Regions from separate parts of the Gossypium raimondii genome. Here region 1 is linked to region 2. Evidence: chromatin contacts called from public Hi-C data. All regions are on one chromosome and are shown on one strand. Each heading gives the region's core, a stretch centred on a gene start, on an enhancer-like site or on the middle of the called end of the contact. The rest is flanking DNA. Distances are from core to core; before and after follow the strand shown.

Evidence for each region. Hi-C and Micro-C count contacts between places; a contact is called where the count stands out from the background.
Region 1: a Hi-C map of leaf shows a contact between it and region 2, with 2.2 times the contacts expected there. The contact joins the promoter of LOC105785758 here to the promoter of LOC105787003 in region 2. A contact is called at or near these places in 2 of 2 Hi-C or Micro-C datasets (both in leaf).

What each region holds. Positions count from the first base shown.
Region 1 is chr1:38,233,040-38,239,810 of ASM2569854v1, forward strand. LOC105785758 (F-box protein At1g67340) reads left to right here and starts at 3,197. Exons shown (of 3, transcript XM_012611908.2): 1 at 3,197-3,800; 2 at 3,891-4,053; 3 at 4,190-5,280. The coding sequence starts at 3,559. The coding sequence ends at 4,957.
Region 2 is chr1:38,058,333-38,064,777 of ASM2569854v1, forward strand. It overlaps LOC105787003, which reads right to left and starts at 2,555. Exons shown (of 4, transcript XM_012613467.2): 1 at 2,104-2,555; 2 at 1,829-1,963; 3 at 1,260-1,732; 4 at 731-1,095. The coding sequence starts at 2,555. The coding sequence ends at 731.

The DNA of each region.
Region 1 (6,771 bases), core at 1,947-4,446, 180 kb after region 2:
GACGCCACATATAAACCAACACTCTTGAACCGACCTACAATACGTCTATTGACCTTAGAGAATTTTAGATTATATCGAGTACAAATAGCTCGATCTTTTTACTTTTTAAAATATGAAAAAAATAATATTTAATTTTGCAACATCTAAAAAATATTTCCAAAAATTATAAAATAAAAAATTGAGTTGAAAATTTTACCATGTTGATGGTATAATTTTCCTAAAATCTTGATATAATCATTATTCTCCTAAAAAAGTAAAAGATAAAAATTATGTTTGGGGAGTTTGAGAATATTTTTTGTTGGAAGAACAAAAAGAAATAGGTGAGGTTTTTATAGGAGAGAGTTTGTTGTAATGGTTGTAAACTTCTTTGTATTAAATGGGTTAGTCAATACAAAGGACAAATAAATGTTTTAGTCAGACTTCACAATTTAGAATTGGACAATCATGAGAGTTGAATTTTTGTTTTTGGTACTGAATCAAGCGCTAAATTATAAGGGAAATTGAAAACAAGTCCTTACATCAGCACCAACTGTTGCCCATTTTGTTGGTTCCATATATGCTATTAACATCGAGCCCATTTCTTCATCAAGGATATAAGCATTATCTAGTCTTTTAATACCTTCAACTCCTTGGCTTTGTGAATTGTAGTTTCTACCTTAGCCTTTGTTCCCTGAAAATATCATTCATTTTTCTGCAACCAAATGTTCCAAAATATGCTTATCTACTTTGAATTTCAAAACCATGTCCTTGACACCATGGCAGTATTGGTCCTTTGAAATCTCTAAAAATCATATTGTTGATTGTAGTTTAAAATCCTCTCTTTAACATGCACTCTTATAGTGATTTGACATCAATACATGTTAAGATACCTCTAAAAATATATATTTAAAATACATCATAATAAATAATAAAAAATCACAATAATCAAGTTCAAACAACCAACGAAATCCGTTGGTGCAATGAAGAAAAAAGAAGGGTGAGCAATACTGCAGTACAACGATGTTAACTTACCGCATCTAGAAGGTACGTTATACTCGAACTTTGACATCCAGAGTACTTAGATGAACCAAATTTGGCTACGGCAATTGCCGGGCACATCATAATTCCATGATATATATATGCATATTTTAGAAAGAAAAAAAAAAAGGAAAAGGAGTTGGCGCTCCAAAAATGTGTGTTTTCTTCCTTCTTCACTTCGAGAAAACTGGAACTGGAGACAAGTGGGCTCCGCGTGGCATGATAGAAGTGGTCGACATCACTTCTTGAGATCCACGTCATTCCTTTTCACTTTTATCATCTTTTTCTTTTTTCTTTTTGGTTTAAATCTTACTTTTCAGTTTTCACTAAACTTTAATAATTTGATTTTTATTTAATAACCAAAGTGTAACTCTATTTGAGGGTTTCGACTAATTTAAGAATTTTATTATTTGATCATTTAATAATATTCTATATTAAATCAAAACATTTTATTCAATCAGATTAGTATTATAAAATAATGAAAATAGGAATAATGATGTCAATTGACAAATACTATATTAAATTATAATGTTTTATGTAGAGGATATTTATCTTTTCTTTCTATGCGTAGTAATGTTGACAACTAACTATATGTGTTACAAGTCCTGAATTAAAATTTATGACGAATACTCGCATAATGTTTTATGAAGGTGAATTAATTAAGGTGGTTTATTTGATTTACTTAAATTGATTTAATTCGTGAAACATAAAAAAATTATTTATTTAAAATTTTAGCAGCTCAATTAAATATTACAGTAAAATTAGAGCTACAAAAGTAAATATTGTAAAATTTAAGAGATAATATTGTATAGGGTTTAAATTATTTAGGAATCTCATTTAATAGATAGACACTAACCTCAGTCATTGGTATAATTCAATCTGTACCGTTAGATTTGGGGGAGCTTGATCATAAATAGAGATATGTACTTCATTTGTAATAATTTCATTCATAGATATAGAATATATTTGAGAGCATTTACTTAAACACTTTATGTGCATTATTTTTTTGTGGCTTTTCAATTCTTTTGTTGCTCATTCGCTTTAAGTTTGCTTTTGTTTTATTTCGATACCTTGGAGAATTTGCTTTGTGAATTTTTAGTTGTAAAAGTAAGTTTGATTTAAACAAATTTGAAAATAAGAAATTGCTTAAGACCATATGAATTATGAGACTAAAATTCTATTATCGTAAAACAAACACGTGATTGAAGGTAAAATTTAATAGAATATTTTAAGTTTAAGAATAAATTAATCTATTTAATATAAAAGTGATGATTTAATTTTGAAGCAAGTAAAGTGATTTTTTAAGATAAAGTAAAGAGAAATCTTAAGCGCTGATAACCTTGGTCGCTAAAACTACTTATTTATTATGTTTTAAAGTGCATTATTATGATTATAGTTTAAAAAATCAAAAAAATTATATTGATTATAAAACCAACTTTATCCAAAAATTATCGCAGTTGATAAGTAAATATGTAAAATTAAAATTGCTCCATTTTATAATAAAAATCTACTTTGTTGCTAAATTTATAGTACAGGGATCCTTTCAAACTATACCATTATTATTTGGTCTCTTATAAAACTTCAGGGGTAACTGGTAAAAGTAAAACAAGTAGTGGTAGGATTGATCATTGAAGTAAGATTGAGATTTTACTTCGGTTTTAGTTAATTAAAAGGGCAAAGACGGAAAAAAGAAACTTGGAAATAAATGGGCAAGTAATAAAACAAACAAAGGAAGAGTAACTGAACATTTGTTCGTGCTGATTCATACGTTTGACCTCCTTATAGTCGTAGAACCCTGAGTTTGTAAACAAGATGGAAGTTTCCCCCATCCGCAGCCAAAGAGCGTGGCAAGCACTTTCGAACCAAGATCCCAAAACGGTCGGCGGTGTTCACGCGCCGGAATTACGTTGATTAATTTTCTTTTTAAACAATAGCAAAACTGAATTACAGAAAAATAACCGAAGTTAGTTGTTTTACTTGCAACAAATTTAACCGCTTTCAAAACAAACCCACAAGCATTTTTCTTTCACCTGCACCAATTAATAAATATATAAGAGATGATAAGGTAAATCCATTTCTTTTTACCTCTCTTAGCTACCTCTTTCATATGTCTTCTTCAAGTTCAGGTGAAAAAAAGAAGGGATAAAAACAGTGCTCAGAGTTTTTTTCCCCCTTGATTTCATCAGTATTAAAACCGATGACGAAACAGAGGATCTGGGTCAACGGAGTTTGACCGTAGAAACTATTACTGTCCAGGGTTAAGAATGTAATTAAGCGTACCAAACAGGTGTTTCACTGTTTATTTAATATTTTTATTTGATTCGGTTCTGTCGTCGTTGTTGTTTTTATTTGATCTCTTCCTTTTAAGGCTTTGTTTGTGTTTCCCCATTCTTTTATATAAGGTTTCAGTTTTTATGTCTCTCGAGCCGCTAAGGGAAAGAAAAGAAGATCGAGAAAGTAAAAGACTGATGATGAATGCACAGATTTTAAGATCATCTGGGTAGATTGATTTCCGATGTAGTGATAGAGAACGAGAGAGAAATGAGAACAAGGAGAGGGATTTCTTACCCCAGAGCCCATGTTTGTTTAGATGACATAGTTTTTGAAAGGAGGGATTTCGCCGGTGATAATATGGCTTGCCGGAAACGGCGAAGACTCTCGCCGGGTATTGCCGGAAAGAGAGATTTCTTTGATGTTTTGCCCGATGATCTTGTCATTTCTATTCTCTCCAAACTAAGCTCTACCGCGGCTTGTCCTTCCGATTTCGCCAACGTTTTGATTGTGTACGTCGACTTGCTTGTTTCTGAGGGGAAAGTTTGGATTTTATTCATTTATTTTTCTTACTAATTTTTACTTATTTGTTTGTTAAACAGATGCAAGAGATTGAATAGTTTAGCAGTTCGTCCTCTGGTATTATCCAAAGCCTCTCCAAAAATGTTTGCAATTAAAGCCAAAAGCTGGTCGGAGTCAGCTCACAGGTTCTTGAAGAACTGCGCTGATGCCGGAAATGTTGAAGCTTGTTACACGCTCGGCATGGTGAGTTTCTGAAAAAGAATATATTTTTATTTTACTGCCCGATATTTTTTTTTTGGTTACTAAAATTTATTAAGTTTAATTCAAGAACAATAATATAAATATTCTCTAACGAGTTAACTGTTATGATTTGCAACAGATTCTTTTCTACTGCTTAGAAAATCGAGAGAGTGGAGCCTCTCTTATGGCTAAGGCGGCGATTAGCTCCCACGCGCCAGCGCTTTACTCCTTAGCTGTGATTCAATTCAATGGCAGCGGCGGTTCCAAAAACGACAAGGATCTTAGAGCCGGTGTGGCCTTGTGCGCTCGTGCTGCTTTTCTTGGCCACATCGACGCCCTCCGTGAGCTCGGTCACTGCCTACAGGACGGGTACGGTGTTCGGCAAAACGTCGCCAAGGGCCGTCGGTTTCTTGTCCAAGCCAACGCCCGAGAGCTAGCGACAGTTTTATCATCAGCGGCTGCTTCTAACAACTTTACGCGGTCTTGGCTCACTTGGAGCCCACACCCTATCCCGCATCCTAACCCTCGCCATAACCACCGTCATCAGGCCGTGCCGGGATGCCCGTTGCTGAGCGATTTTGGATGCAATGTGCCGGCTCCCGAGGCGCATCCGTCTAGCAAGTTCTTAGCAGAGTGGTTCGGGGCTCGGGGCGGGATACCAGGCCCGGGCTTGAGGCTATGCTCCCACGTCGGTTGTGGGAGGCCGGAGACAAGAAAGCACGAGTTTCGGAGGTGTTCCGTTTGTGGGGCTGTGAATTACTGCTCACGCGCTTGCCAAGCGCTTGATTGGAAGCTGCGCCACAAAGCCGAGTGCGCGCCGGTAGAGCGATGGCTTGATGAAGAAGGCGATGGTGGCGAGGGTAACGGTGCGGGACATGGGAACGATGACGTCATCGCCGAAAGTTAAAAACGATTAACTGCTTATGGTAATTAATTTATTACTATTAGGTTTAAGCCACGAGAAGGAAAAAAAAAAAGGTGGAAATGGAGAACAGGAGGCCAGTTTTGGTTGGGTATTTGGAGGTTAAAAATCAACTTTTACGATGACGATAGTCGCTGAAACGACACAGTTTTAGTTCTATGTGGATTGTATAGAGGAGGGGTTAATCGGAAAAATGGTCCCCCGGGGGGGTGGGCTTTGGTTCTTTTCTTTTTTGTTTTAATCCCACTTGTACACTATAGAGCCATGTTCAGCTTAATTTCGGTAATTTCTAGTCTTATATTCCTTTCTCTTTTTTCTTTCTTTTTTCAATATTAACATAATTTTGGAAATTGGACTGCCTGCTTAGATCAAATTGCCATAAACTTTAATTTGATTCACAAAACAAAATTCGAAACCGTATCTAATATCCAAAATCATTTAAGATTTTAAATTTAAAAATGTCGAAACTATTACAATTTTTGTTCCAATGAAGACAATGTAAGTACTTGTAGATTTATTGGTAAGGACGGAAGTTGACTTTTATTTATTCTGGAAATTCCAATTATGCTTAGACTATGCTTAACTTAATCAATTTACTTTTTGCACTTTAATTTGATTTGATTTTTTCAACCTTCTGTTTTTCATTTTAAATTTCAATCCCAACACAAATGATAAGTTAAATTAAATAATATTTCCAAAATCTTAATGCGGCAAGCACATTATCAAATGTGTAATTCTATGTTAGCTTATTATTTTCATGTAATAACTACAAATGAATCACTTCTCTAATGGATTTAATGGATATTTGAGTAAAATTTCAAAATATGAAAAAGTATAGTGTCTAAAACGATAAAATTGGAGAATATGGATTATATCCACAACTTATGCATAGTACAAGACTAACAATAGAATTTGATTTAATGAAAGATTGAAATTTCAAACTTCAAAAGTGTAATAATTAAAATCGTCCTAATTAGATAAATTACATCCCTAGTTTAAGGGGTGGAGGTAGAAAAAAATTTAAGTGGAGGCTAGAATTAAATTATAAAAATTTGAAGGATAAAAAAAATACTTTTATCATAATTTTAAAAATTTCTAAGATACTTACAAAGTAATTTTACGGTTGGAAGAAGGGCAAGGGCAATGCCCCTTATATTTGCCCTGCCTAATTTATGCTTAATCCAAAGCCTAATAGCAAAATTTGGATTTTATATATAATAAATTGATACTGACTTGATAAATGAAATTATGAAAATATATTGGGATGTTGTGAAACCCAATTATTTGTGGTATACAAAAACAAAATAAGCAGCACCCTAGGCTTTGTAGCATTTTCTCAAACAAGACATTTGGAAAATCGAGTATTACTAAAATGGACCAAGGCTAGGAGGAAAGTTTGACCATATCTTTTGCTTGTGCAGCTGCGCCATAAAACAAAGCTAGTGAATCTGAAAATGGAACAAAATAACATTCTTTTAACCATCACATCCTGTTCTTCTCCTTCATTTGATTTGTAACACATACAACTAGTGCAATTATATAAATCAAATTGGGCAGGATAGTACTTTTGGTTTGGGTCTTGTTTATCAACCAAATCGGATCCAGTGCTTTCTTAGGAACAGGATTCTACCTCTACATTCAATTCAATCTTTTTTATTGTTGGTTCATGTCATCTTTGCCTATCATATAATATTGATTCGCTTTTTTGCTATTAATTCTTACTATTTTCAGTGTTGAGGAGGAAGAGTTAACCAAAGTCTCACTCGAGGAAGGTATATGATGTTAAGATGGTGTCTAGT
Region 2 (6,445 bases), core at 1,305-3,804:
TGTGGATACTTCAAATTCTCAGCACTACTACGATATTCCAACCCAAAACTCCTAATGAAGGTAACAATTTCCTCCAAACTTTGTACCTTTCTTTCATGTACAAATTTATTTCGAGAGAACCAAATCGCCCAGATAGTAACAACAATTACCCTTTTCCTATTCTTATCAGAATTCTCCAACAGCCAACTCAACCACTCATTAAAATTTACCATTGAACTCGGCCACTAGACGTCTAACTTGGACCAAACTTGTGCAGCAAACAAGCAATCCCAAACAGTATGAGTAGAAGATTCACACCCCTAACCACAACGCGGACAACAGTTATCAGCAAACAATCTCCTATAATATAAGTTTTGAAAAGTAGGCACATAATTTTGGACAAATTTCCAGATTAAGATGTGAATTTTTGAAGGACACTCTAAACTCCATATCTGCTTGAACATTTTTTGCTCGTTGATGCTCACATTAGAGTTATCAACATTTTATATCCACTCTTTACAGAATAGATACCCGAATTTTCGCTAAACCAAACTACTTTATCTGATTGATCAGTAGTGGGAATAGGTAGACTCATAATCTGGTCAGCTTCTTCCACCGAAAAAGTTGAGTAAATAAGATCTCTATTCCAACGATTAGGTTCCTTTAGAATTAACTCAGCCACCCAATCCAAACCAGCCACCTTATCAGTAGAAATAGAATGTTGAGCTTTTCCCGGCAACCAATGATCTTTCTATATTGACATCGATGTTCCAGACCCAATTCTCCACTTCAAACCAGACCCTAACAGGCCTTTAGCACACCAGATACTTCTCCAAAAAAATGATGGATTCGCTCCTAAAGAGGCTTCCATAAAATCTGATCCCCTATAGTACTTTGCTTTGAGCAAACGCGCAAGTAAGGAACTCAAATTTTCCATAAGATGCCAACCCTGTTTAGCAAGAAGTGCGATATTGAATTTGGCCAAATCTCGGAAGCCCATCCCGCCCTCCTCTTTTGGTACCGACAGCTTCTTCCACGAACACCAATGAAGCCCTTTTTTCCCTGCTTTCTTTTGCCACCAGAATCGAGCCATGACCGCTTCTAAATCCCTACAAACTGCTGATGGTAACAGAAAACAATTCATAACATATAGTGGAATAGCCTGGAGTACAACTCTGATAAGGACCTCCCTCCCCTTATGGAAAGTAATCTCGAGCTCCAACTAGAGACTCTTTTTATTATCTTTTCTTTAAGTTCCTTAAAAGCCTTCTGTTTGTTACGCCCCACCATTGATGGGAGACCAAGGTAATTCTCCAGGTTTAGATTCCTATTAACCCCCAGAACTCTACAAACATTATCTCTGTTAAACTGGTCAACATTGGAACTTAAAAATGACCCTGACTTGTCAAGATTGACTTCCTGACCAGAACACTTAGCATAGGCCTCTAAAATTTCTTTGATCACCATTGCTCCATTGATAGACGCATCTCCAAAGATAAGGCTATCATTTGTAAAAAACAAATGAGTGATTCGTGGGGCTTGCCTACTAACCCGAAAGCCATTAAGAACTCCCCTTGACACAGCCCTTCTAAGAAGAGTCGACAATCCTTCATCACATATAAGGAATAAATAAGGACTAATAGGGTCCCCTTGGCGAAGGCCTTGTGACGGGAAAAATAACTCATACACCTCCCCATTCATAACCACAGAATACGAGACCGATGTCACACAACCCATAACTTTCTCAATCCACCTATCCGAAAACCCTATCCTTCGAAGCATAACATGCACAAAATTTCATTCGACCCGGTCATAAGCTTTACTCATATCTAGTTTTAACGCAAATAACCCTTTCCTCCCAATACGTTTTCTCTTCATAGAATGTAAAGTTTCATATGCAGCTATGATATTATCCGTAATGAGTCTTCCAAGTACAAAAGCACTCTGTGCTTCATCAATACATACATTGAGTATCTTTTGAAACCTATTCACCAACATCTTTGAAATGATTTTATATAAAATATTACAAAGACTAATAGGTCTAAATTGAGTCATGCACCGAGGAGAACTGACCTTGGGAATTAAAACAATTCTTGTATTGTTAATTTCAGCCATATTATAAACCCCTGCATCGTCTCAATACAGAAATTAGCTACATCTTTACCCACAATATGCCAAAACCTATGGTAGAAAATCGCCCCTATCCCATCTTCGCTAGAAGCTTTTAACGGGCTCATGGCTTTAAGAGTTGAACACACCTCTTCATATGTAAACTCCTTCTCAAGGTCCTCGTTCATCTGTTGAGAAATACATGGCTCAACACCTTCCAAAATTGAGCTTGGATCTCCAACACTTTTCGCTGTAAATAAAGAAGTAAAATAATCAGTGGCCAACCGTAATAAAGCATCATTGTTCGCATAACTATTACCCTCGCCATCCACTAATTCTTCCACCTTATTCTTCCTACTCCGATCCGTTGCTGATTGGTGAAAAAAATGGGTATTCCTATCCCTATTTTTCAGCCAATTCGCTTGAGCTCTCTGTTCCCAATAAAGCTCCTCTCTGTCCACCTTCATATTAATTTACAGCTTTGTCTCCACAATATCCCCTAGAATCTCGTCCGTAAGAACTTCTTCATTAAGTTGAAACAACTGTTTTTCCAACTCTTTCTTCGTGATGTTGAGCTTTGTCTACATAATCTTTTGAAACATGGGATTTAACATGATGTAATTATTTATAAATGACGTGTTGAGAAGTGATGTTAACTTATTAATTTAGCAAAGTGATTTATTAGCATGTTTGATTGTTTAAATGTTTTATTATTTTCAATTCAAATTGTGCTAGTACCATTAACCATTTAATGCCTAGCGTGGAAATGTGTTTCTTGTGTACGCAGGTCTCAACGAAGATAGGTCATGATTGTTTAGTTTGAAGGTATCCAAAGGTATTGCAACTTAGCTCATGCTAAATGATATATTTTATTGTAAAATATTTAAATATATATAACTAGATTTATTCATGAATCGAATGGCCCACATGGTGTAGTAGGCTTAATTTGACTTGGGTCGGACTTGAAAAAAGATCTTTGTTTCTAAAATTGCTAAGTTCGACCTGAGTTCAGTCTAAATAATAAAAATAATTTAAAGTTTAAGTTTAATTATAAAGGAATAAAATTATTTTTTATTAGTATTTGAACAGTGAAACGTGCAAACATGTTGGGTTGGGTCGACCTAAAAATGAGCCTAGATTTGATTTTTTTAAAAATCGAGTCATAGTTCAACCCGACCTCTATATTTAAGTGATAAAATATTTTTTATTAAAATTATGAAATTATATTTTATTATTTATATAATTATATTTAATATAATATAATTTAAATTTTTATTTAATATGATATGATATATTATTTATTTAATTATACAAAATATTTTTAAAGGTGAATCTAAAAATATATATATTTGCTATTCAATGTTGTAGGAATTAGTTATTTTTTTATATCAACTATAAAATGAAAAGGAGTAGACCATTCCATTGGATGAGCCATTTCCCCTTATTCAGTGATGAACGATGAATGATTCATTAGTTTGGTTGAAAGAATCGCTCATTCAATGGATAAATTTTACTGTTACAGTTATTGGATGCATATTTACAGTTAACTTTAATCTAATTAGATGAAAATTCATTTATTATTTGCATACCATCAGGACTTGTAGGCCTGCATATGAGCTATGCGCTACTATGGTCCAGTTTCTAGAACCTAATGAGGCCATACTCTTCCTAAAATGGCTAAACAAAAATATAGCATTACTGGGCTAGACTTTCAAGCATAAACCAACCCAATTGGTCTTCTAAATTATGGGCCTAATTAACAAAATTGGGATTCTAATTTGCGTTAACCTAGTCACTTATTAATTTTCTTTTTAAAATTTTAATTACCAGAATCCGTTACACTTTTACTATAACAATATTGAAATGTGATGAAGTGACATTAATAACTAATAACACAACAACGTGTGCAGTTTAAAATTATAACATAAAACAAATAAATAAATAAAAACAAAAATCTTTAAAATGTATAAATTTATAAAAAATATATACAAATTATTTCATATTCAAAATAAACTTAGATAAATAAACGTCCATATTCAAATTAACCTGCACATTATTTTAATAGGTTCACTAAAAGCGTTCTCTTTTAGTAATACATAAATATCGAAGCATAGAAAATCAAGTACAAACATATCAAATCTTCACAAAACCTCAAGGAATTAAAAAAAAAGACATAATAACGAACAATAGCAATTAAAATGGTTTTTACTTAAACAAATCCCTAAAATAAGTCATGGAATTGAAAACCCGGAGAAATCTCTCTCTTTCCTTTGAAGCTCATGTTAACAGATTAAAACCAAGAGTTTTTTTTTTAATTACCTTTTGAATCCTTTTCAATTTCGAAATTAAGCAAATTAGTCTTTCTTAAAAAAATTTAGAGCAACTAAGGACAATTAATCACAGAGTTAATGCCTTCCATCAATTGTATATGATTTTGATTGGTATAATGACAAATTTAGAATCAATGTTTATATATTGTGTCATTTTGGCCTTAATTCTAAAAAATTCAAAAAACTTAGCCTCAATATTTACACATTTACACAAATGTGGGAGGATAAATTTGTTAATTAGGACCAAATTGATAGAATGTGTAAACATTGTGGGTTAAATTTGTTATTATACCAATCAAAATCGTGAACAATTGTTGGAAAATATTAACGTCAGGATTAATTGTCTTTAGTTGCTCACTTTCGAACTTGATAAGGATTAAATTACTTTAAATTTTTCGATGGGCCAATTTATTCAATTTTAAAATTAGGAGGGAATGAATAGATTTTTTTACCAATTATTTTCAAATAAGAAACATTATCAAGCCAGAAAAAAATTCCAAGCAAACCACGTAATTATTGAAGTAAACATTAAAAAAACATTTAAACTAGGTGAATGCAAATGAATCATCTATGTAGTGTATAAAATTGGAATAATTCTATAAAAAAAAACCCTCAACGATTGAGGGTTTTGGTTTTATGCCCTTAAGCTTTTTACTTTTTGATTGATACTCTCAACGTTACGATTTTTTTAAAAATCAGTCCACTTTTAACGGTCAACATGAATTGACCGTTAATCAAACTGTAGGTCAACATAGTAGCCCATGTGATATGCCACGTAAGCAAATGATGTCATATATGACATCATCTTTTTTTTTTTTTCATTTTGTGTCCATTTTATTTTTTCTTCTCTCTTTCTCTCTTCCCTCTAACTCACACCATTCAAGGATTCTTCTAAAACCCAAACCTATTATATACCCATAAATCGATACTTTCCTGCCATGGAAAGCTTGCCAATGGCAAAGAGCTTTATATCGAGATACTATTGGGGATTCCCTTCCCTGTAAGCCCACCATCTCTGCTATAATCCGATGTATTAGGATACAATAATGTATACGACACCTTCACCGGTCCAACTCTGTTCTTCAATTTACTATCATTGTTTCTTTCCATAATCCTACTCTCAATTTCCACTAGTTTATTCCCGAATCTTTCAAATGCGGCTAAGGGTTCATCTTCGGTGGTCCATTCTGCCGTATCTCTTTGCCCCAAGTATATTTCATCGGTTGCATGCCTTGATAAGACTTCTATAAGTGATAGACCCAGTAAAGTTTGGAACTGTGCGGTGATTGTTTTCAAGAAAGCCAAATCTAGGTCGTTTTTGAGCTCGTCGTATTCTTTGGTGCCTGGTTCCGACATGAACCGACGGCTGACTGTTGGTCTGTTTGGGAGGTATCCGGCGTATGGGTATTGTCTGAAATTGGCAGCTGCGTGGAAAACGGAAGCTATCTATATGATGATGGTACATGCTTGGGTGAGACCAGCTAATGTGTTCATCTCCAGCCACCATGGTTCTTTTCTTAAATTGCCGTGGCCTTCGTTTTTGACCTCCGACCACCATGATTGGATTTCAGTGTTGTTTTTAACTGTTTCATCTGATGGCTAGTAGAAAGAACAGTACTCGGTTACCCAGGTTTCAATGGCGGTCCAGATTTCTAACCCATCAACGGCGTATGGGTAATCGTTTATCATCAATTTGAGTCCATAGGGACAGCTCGAATCCGGCACTACCATTCCCCTGAAAATAAAGGGTGTTTAAAGGTGTTTGCTTTAAATTATTAATTAAAGAGCAAATTTAAAGCTTTGGGTTTTAGAAGAATCCAATGGTGTGATTTGCGGGGGGAAAGAGAAAGAGGGAAGAAGAAAGAAAATAGAAACAAAATTAAAAAAAAGTTAAATAAATGACATCATATATGACGTCGTGCGCTTATGTGGCATGTCACATGAGCTACTATGTTGACCTACAGTTTTATTAATGATCAACTCACATTAACTGTTAAAAGTAGACTAATTTCTGAAAAAGGGTGTCA